Regions from separate parts of the Mus musculus genome. Here region 1 is linked to region 2. Evidence: chromatin contacts called from public Hi-C data. All regions are on one chromosome and are shown on one strand. Each heading gives the region's core, a stretch centred on a gene start, on an enhancer-like site or on the middle of the called end of the contact. The rest is flanking DNA. Distances are from core to core; before and after follow the strand shown.

What was found. Hi-C and Micro-C count contacts between places; a contact is called where the count stands out from the background.
Region 1: a contact with region 2 is called in a Hi-C map of cortical neurons, with 2.6 times the contacts expected there. The contact joins two enhancer-like sites. A contact is called at or near these places in 6 of 39 promoter capture datasets (the 3T3-L1 cell line, the HPC-7 cell line, cranial neural crest and 3 more), 1 of 484 Hi-C or Micro-C datasets (cortical neurons) and 1 of 115 datasets of contacts at active chromatin or transcription factors (astrocytes).

Annotation. Positions count from the first base shown.
Region 1 is chr9:37,932,978-37,937,054 of GRCm38.p6, reverse strand. No RefSeq gene overlaps it. Among named protein-coding and RNA genes, the nearest start is that of Olfr878, 16 kb to the right of the region's middle. Within about 2 kb of position 2,769, at least 5 of the 459 cell types and tissues checked have an H3K27ac peak or open chromatin away from gene starts, as enhancers often do. A contact at or near this core is called in cortical neurons, where this site is marked.
Region 2 is chr9:37,358,039-37,361,944 of GRCm38.p6, reverse strand. No RefSeq gene overlaps it. Among named protein-coding and RNA genes, the nearest start is that of Hepacam, 7.6 kb to the left of the region's middle. Within about 2 kb of position 2,119, at least 135 of the 459 cell types and tissues checked have an H3K27ac peak or open chromatin away from gene starts, as enhancers often do. A contact at or near this core is called in cortical neurons, where this site is marked.

The DNA.
Region 1 (4,077 bases), core at 1,520-4,019, 570 kb before region 2:
CTCTAATATATGTTTCTTCTATGAATCTATAACTCCATCCCCCAACTCTAATATATATCATTTCTTGGGGATGGGGAGCAAGAGAAAGACAAGATTCATGAGATAATAAACTCAAGAGTAGTGAAGTCTCTGGTGATCCTTGTGCCACAGGCCTGCAGACCAAAGACAGCTGGAACAAGTATAAGAAGGTTTCATCCATTTCACTTTACACTGTGGAGAACATATTATGGTCATACATGAAGAAAGTCATTTATATACAACATTATAGTATTTTAGATGGAGAAGCCAGAAATCATGCTGCTGTGGCCCATTCTATTTTACTATAACAAATAAGTGAGACTTCTTTTTGTAAAAGAAGTTTATTTAGCTCACAGTTTATAGCTGAAAATCTAAGGTTGAGCAGAATAACTGCCAGTTCATCCTCCAGTGAGAGCCTCCTGCCTGCACCACCACATAACAACAAACTCTGGAAGGGAGTCTGCCACTATGCTCCACCTCTTAAATGGTCCCCCACCATGAACATAACCATACCAGAGACCAAGGTTCCAACCCACAAGCCAGTGGTAGAAACGTTCAAACCACATCTAAACTGTAGCACAGGCACATTTTCCTCTGCTTGCTCCCACCTGAGTGATTCTTCTGCAATGATGCAAGTGTAGGGAACCATTGGGAACCATCTGTGGCTGCAACAGGATCATGGATGCCACTGTTATATGGAACAGAAGGGTACCACTGCTGCAGAAAGGTGTCCTACTCTTGGCAGCTGATGGTTTTAAATCTGCTCAGTTAATCATTTCTCTGAGGATGATTTTAAAGCATCATTCCAAGTCTCTGTGTCTCTTCTATTTCTTCTTCCAACTCACAGAGACAGTCCTGTTACATTAACCTTGACACAGTACTTTTCTTACATAATAAACCAAAACATGGCCTGACTTTCACAAGTATATCTATGATAAAAACATTCATGTCAAAATCAGAGTCATGAAGAAATGCTTCCAAAATCTTGTAAAGTGTTATATCACAATTGAAATAATTGAAAGTAATGGTTTTTGCAGCCTTTCTGTTTTGTTTTGTTTTTTTTAATTCATTCCATTTGTTTACATCTCAAATGATATCCCACTTCCCTGTTGCTCCTCCACAAACTCCCATGCCACATTCACCCCCTCTCCATGAAGTTGCTCCCCAACCCACCCACCCTCTCCTGCCCCACTGCTCCAGCATCCCTCTATGTTAGGGCATAAAATCTCCACAGGTACTTGACCTTTCAAAAGGAAACATCTAAATTTCCTATTGTGGCAAGCTATGACATTATTGTCGCTCCCAATAATGAGTCATTTTTCATAAAATATCAGCCTCGTGTGTTGCAGTTTGGGATATAATTAGGTAAAACATGAATTTTCAAAATTATAGGGTAGAACAAAATCAAAAAAATCCAGTTCACCTGTATTACTAATTAAGTGTATATATTACCTAATTAATGCTACAGTCAAATCACACTCTGAGAACGTTTGGTAAGAACAATATAACTCTTTGGTGTCCACCCCAATCCAACATACTGCTAATTATATTTCCTGTACTCTGAAATACATGTTTTTTTTTCAAAATTAACATTAGAGTAGAGGATAATTAAGGAATACCATGTATCATGTGATATTCATTGTCTTCTGCCTCACCGCTATCCTCTACTGTGTATTTCCAATGTTAGAAATCTTCTCCTTCCATAGCAAAGCACCATTGATAACTTGGTATGAAGACAAATTATTTAAATAAGGTTTTTGTCCTGAAAGTGTTTCAAGTCCAAGACAGTATTCAAAGCTATTTTGTACATGCACGCACATTGATGTGCAAATGGATTGGCTTAAGAGGTTGGGAGTCTCAATGAAGAAAATAATATTTAGACAGATAATACAAGAAGGGAGTAAGTTAAACAAAGATAGAGGCATGTAATGTGACATCTCTGAGAACTGTGGGAATAAAGCAGGGGATGTTCTAAAAGGAACAGCAAAAGAAAGGATTCACATGTAACAGGCAAGATACATACCAGGAATATCGGGTCCACAGTGGAAAATTATATGTTGATTACAAATTAGAATGGGAACAAAATATAACAAAATGTTAATGTTGGTTAATTGTGGATAATAGTTAAAGTGCAGCTCAGTATTTCAGGTAAGCATCCAATCAGTTCCAGAAGGGAGTGGATTATAATCAGGAATCCAAGGTACCCATAGAAGGAGACAGAGGAAACTGCAGCAGGCCCAAGAGAAGGTAGGTTTGAGAATATTCAACACATAATGACCTAGTGTGGAGTTTAGGCACACAGGTTGCTGCCTATTAATGTACACACTCAATTCATATTGCCCATTGATAAATTTCAATTAGATTCAGGCCTTGAAAATGCATCCATACAGCATTTCTTCTTAATGAACTTATGCCCCAGCACAGAACATATAAATAAGTCCTCAGTCATCATAGTTGCTGGGCTACAGCTCATCATAAGCAGACAGATGAATAGGCAAAGCCCTTAGCTTGAACCAGTCAGACCATCCTTTCTGTTTCCAGTCCATATATGTGTAATCATGGTAGCCCCAGAGTTCTTTGAGCCTGCTCTAGTTCTGAGAACTGCTGGATTCCAGAACTGTGAATAAAAGCTAAGTAAGATATTCAAACTAAATTTATTGCAGTTTCATCTTTTGACACCATCTTGGTTATTCTGGGCTCAGAAATGAATATGGATGAAGCAGCTGAGCACAACCTTTAAAGCTTAAATCTGTGTAACTGGGGAAGAGTATAGAGACTGAGTCCTCACCATAGGAAACAGCATGAGAAAGCCTTGCTGAGTTTTCCATAGAGATTCTTGTTTATATTTATGAAAATAGCACACACCACATTTGCTGCTCTAACAATGACTTTCCTAAATTACCTAAGCAAATAGAGATGCTACTAATAATCTATTCATTCAGTTATTCATAGTAGCAGCAGGTGGTAAACTTGGCATGTGAAACAAACAAAGCAGAGTCTCCTATCCACAGAACTCACAGTACGGTAAGGTTTGGCTGGGTACATTAATAGCATCCAAAATATATTTGCCCAATACATAAGCTTAATACCATTTATATTATTACATTATGTGTATATCTTAACAAAATGTAGGAATGTTTTTAGTCTGTGATTTATTGGATTCTCATTATCGTTTATATATTTGTTTACAAGTTTCATAGTAAATGTTCATTAAAGGTGATATTTACCAAAGACAGTAAACTCAATACTTATACAGCAACATCTAGGAAGACCAAAGATGGTTCATGGTGCCTGATGAACTGGTAGTCTTCCTGAATTCATGGCAAAATGATCAGTTTTGCATCCACATTTATTATTTGGAATGATCACTCCAGGAGATGTGGGAAGGTGCCTAAATGATTCAGTTCTGTTCAGCAGAACCAAGTGAAGGACCCAGAATGCCTCTAGGGCTCATTTAGATGCTTCTTATACAGAAAAGTAATAAAGAAACAAAGAGATAAAGGTGGCCAGCATCTGGAAAGCAGCCAATCTGTGTGGAGAGGAGGAAATGAGAGGCCCAGAAGGCAGGACTACCAGACATCTCTAGAGGGTCTCAGAAATTTGTAAGTGATTTCTCAGGAGTTGAATTTTTGTATTAATTAGTGAGAGTTCTTTGGATGTTATGCAACTTAATGAATCATTTGTCATTTTAAAATCTCAGGACTAGTATCACTCAAGTCCATGGTGAAAGATGCAAGACAGCTCTGGTGAATAAACATTCCATTTCTGTATAGCTATGTCTTGGCACAGTTACCTGAAGGAAAGGTGATCTAATTCTCCCCAGATAAAGGACATCACAGACCCAACAAAGACAAGCTCCTCAAACTATATCAAGTGGCAACTCAATCAACTGTAAAATCCATATGCCTTCAAAATGTCATAAATAAGTTCATTTGAGTTCTTAAAACATATGAAGTATGGAGAATTTGTATAAAGAATGCATGACCCTTCTTGATGTCCAGAAACTAATTCACTTTACAAAGACAAAATCTTCCAGTTGGCATGTTAGTAGATCCTTGT
Region 2 (3,906 bases), core at 870-3,369:
AGGAATTAAAAGAGAAACTACTCTGCATTAGAAATAAACCTGAATTTGGGATGGAAAAGAGTGGAAAGGAAAGAAGTAAAGCCAGAAAGAGGAGATAAGAGAGAAACAGCTGTGAGAACAGCTGGGGGTATAGGTTTCTCCCTAAGATAATATTTTTATTGATTATTTGGGAATTTCATACAATGCACCCCAACAACCCTTGATCCCCATTCCTTCCATGTGTACCCTCCCACTCTTGTACACCCCCCTCAAAAAAGAAGGAAAGTACACCAAGTCAAATCTGTGTTGTCCATATATTCACTGGAGCATGGTCAAATTCCCAATGGCCAGTTCCTTAAAGACAACTGAGTCCTTCCCATCCCCACACCAGAAGCCATCAACTGTGAAAAGCTACACGTCATCATCTTTATCACAATTTTTAAGGACTCTCTTCAATGGCTTCCTGTCTAGACTTTCTTTTTTGGTGTGTGTGTGTGTGTGTGTGTGTGTGTGTGTGTGTGTGTGTGTGTGTCACAGAAGCCTTCAATGTCTCTCATTCTTAATTATGAGTCTGCAGTCATTGATACCACTGCAAAAGAAGCTTCCTTGTCCAGAACAGGCAGAAGCAGCATGCATGGATCATAGACTTTCACATGGTTTCCAGTGGCATGGACTTCCTCATGGTCTCCAGTAGCCCCATGGACCACAGATCCCAACATGGTCCCCAGGATTGCAGTATAGTCATGCCTCACCCATCCCCCACCAGCCTTCAGAAAAATTGGTCCCACTCACATTCTTAAAATGCATCCCACTCACATTCTTTTTAAAAATATGTTTTTACCAATTCTTTGAGCATTTCCCACAATGTGTCTTGATCATTTTCACCTCAATTCCCTTAAGTCCTCCCAGATTCAGCCATACCGCACTTAAACATTCTATGTGTGTAGCATGCACAAGGTCTTGGGTTTGATTCCCAGCCCCCTTCCTTTCTCTCTTAACAACAGAACAGCCCCACCACAGTAATAAGTTAGTCATTTGCTTGATTAAGTCACACTAATGCAAATGAGAGAGAAAGAGAGAGAGATTGTCTTTCTGACTTTGAAGAGGTACACTGCTTGGTGGTGAGGGTCACATGGCAAGGCACTATGTCACTTTTAGGAGCTAAGAGCCATCAACAGCCAGCAAAGGAGCAGGAACCTCAGTCCTATCCCCACAGGAACCTACACGCTTGGAAGGGGAATGTGAATTCCAGCTAGGAAAACAGAGTAAACAACAGGTTGTCATATGTTGGAGAATGAGACACAGAAGTGAAGGAAGTCAATGAAAGTAGCCAGCCTATCATGCAGATTTCCATTGTGGATTTCCATTGTGGACAATTAGGATTTAACCTTCCTGAGGACTCTGGAAAGCAGTGAAGAATGTGTCTCAGACTTATCCAACCCCATTGCGGGGCAAGAAAGGTGGGATACTTATCCATCACTAACTACATCACTACTACCAGACATGGTCAGAGCTGCTGCTGAGGGTAAAAGCAGGATAATTTCCCAGACATCTACACAGGACCTTCTATGGAAACATCCCACCCAAGTGTCTTTCCTTTCGTAACTCCCTGCCCCCACACTGTGTGTGTGTGTTTGTTTCTTTCTGTTCAACTGACTCTGTACTTGTAGTTATTAATCCATTTTTCCTAGCACCTACTTTAACGAATATAAATAACCTTATTTTACAAAGAAAACCTAAACTTCCAAAGGGTTAGCAACTTGCTAAGAAGATCATGTAGCTACGACAGATTAAACCAAGGACTCCAGATTGACAATCAAGAAAACTTAGGCCTTTCTCTGTATTAGTGGCCTAATCGATGCATGAAGTCCTTCTCCCATGTACTTGAATCTCAACTCTGGTCCAGCTTTTTACCGCCATCTTAGTAACTAAGTTCAGGATGTGAGACAGCCCTTTTTGCTCCCTCCTTGTTCCCTCCCCACTATTGCCAAAGGTATTTTTAGTTTTGATTCGTAAGCCTGTGCACAAATAGTGCTGTAGTTGCTGCTTTTCTCAGTTCAATTCGATGTGGTGGAGAGAGGCTGCAGGGCAAACAGCAGCCAGCTAGTTTGTAGAGCTGAGAAGCGTTGCCTGGGAAACAAGGAATTTGTGTGCAGTTTTGTTGTGAGGAGGCAGGGCTGGGCCTCACCAGCAACTTCTGAACACAAGAGGCAGATTAAGTAGCTCTCTCAGTGCAAAACAAGCTTTTTGAAGCTTGGACAGTGAGGAATGGCCCTCTCCAAGGACATTCCCCCCCCCCTCCTTTCTTTCTAAAGTTTCCCTAGGTGGCCTTATCTAAGTGGCTTCTGAGAAATATCAAATAGAAAGTAGAGGAGTCAGAAGGCATCCCCTCCCCTTCCTAGGCCCATCACCCTGAACAGGGGGTTGGCTGCCTGGATATTTGTCTATATATGATAAGACACTCAGAGGAAAGGGTTTCTGAGGAGATATGTATCTCCAAATGCTGCAGGGTTTCTTAGGAGAAATATGTAATGCCCCCAAGGGATCCAGGGCTCCTGGGTAAAGTTTGAGAGGTTGAAAGAAGGTGCACTCATTTCTGTCCTGGAAGCTGAAAACACATCAAAGTCTTTTGTGCTGAGAGTAAATATTTGATTTCTGAATAGAATTTCCACCCCCTCAGAAACCCAGAGGAACTTAGACTTGTGGCTATGGTTGCTAAACGTGCCCTATTCAAGAAGCTCTCCAGAGGAACAAAGGGAAGAAATTAATTGGCCTTAAAGAGTTGGAGAGAACCAGCCAGCTTTCTCTGACCTACTTAAGATGCTGCCCTCGAAACTTAAGGCTGTTCTAGGGAGCATCTCTGGAGCCCCATGCTTGTAAGGCTTTGGTGTTGGCTATAAACAGGCTGTGAATCACAGGAAGCCACAGATGATGCCCACTCCTCAAAAGCACCATTGTCTCCTTTCTCTTTGGTCCTCAGATGGTGTCCACCCACCAACACCATCCCAGGCAAGGGTTCCTTCTCCATCTCCCTTCTCATCCGCCTCTCAATGAGGGAGGCACAGAAATGAAAATTAGCTGGCCAGCATCCAATAATTGCCTACTGTGTGAAAAGAACTCTATGTCCTAAACATTAAGAATGGTGGACCACGGGGAGGGAAGCGGCATATTCAAAAGCAGTAACTGGCCTCGGCAGGAGCTCAGTGGTGGAGCATGCGCTTGGCATGCACAAGGCCCTGGGATCAGTCCCAGCACCCAAAATCAAAATCAGTAATAGTTGGCACTATCCCTATTTAGGAGCTTAAGTACAGTTGGGGAAGCTGTATCTAAACTTCCAGTGAGTAGTAGATTAGTAGTAGTACATTTGGATTGCTATTTACAAATTACTTTTAAGTATGTGTGTGTGTGTGTGTGTGTGTGTGTGTGTGTGTGTGTGCTGTGCACATGTGCGTGTGCATGTGTGTTTTAATAATAGAATCTCCTTCAGTAAGTCTGGCCTCAAATGTACTATGTAGATATGTAAAATCTTGAACTGCTTGATCCTCCTGCCTCCATCTTCTGAAAGCTAGGATTATGGCTGTTTCTCAGTTTTGTGTGAGGATGGGGATCCAAGCCAGGGCTTCATGCATTCTAGGCAAGCATACTACTATCTGCCCTCAGCCAGGTTCCAAAGAAAGCAGTGAGTAGAAAGAAAGAGTGTGCTTAGGGACTGCAGAGGTAGCTCAGCCGTGAAGACCAACCACTTCCTGTGATTCCAGAGGACCTGAATTGGCTTCCAATGCTCACAGTGGGCAGCTCACAACCTCCTGTAACTCCAGCTCCAGGTGATCCAACGCTTCTGATTTACACACACACACACACACACACACACACACACACACACACACACACATGAACACATGCACACAAGCCCTTTTTTAAATCTTA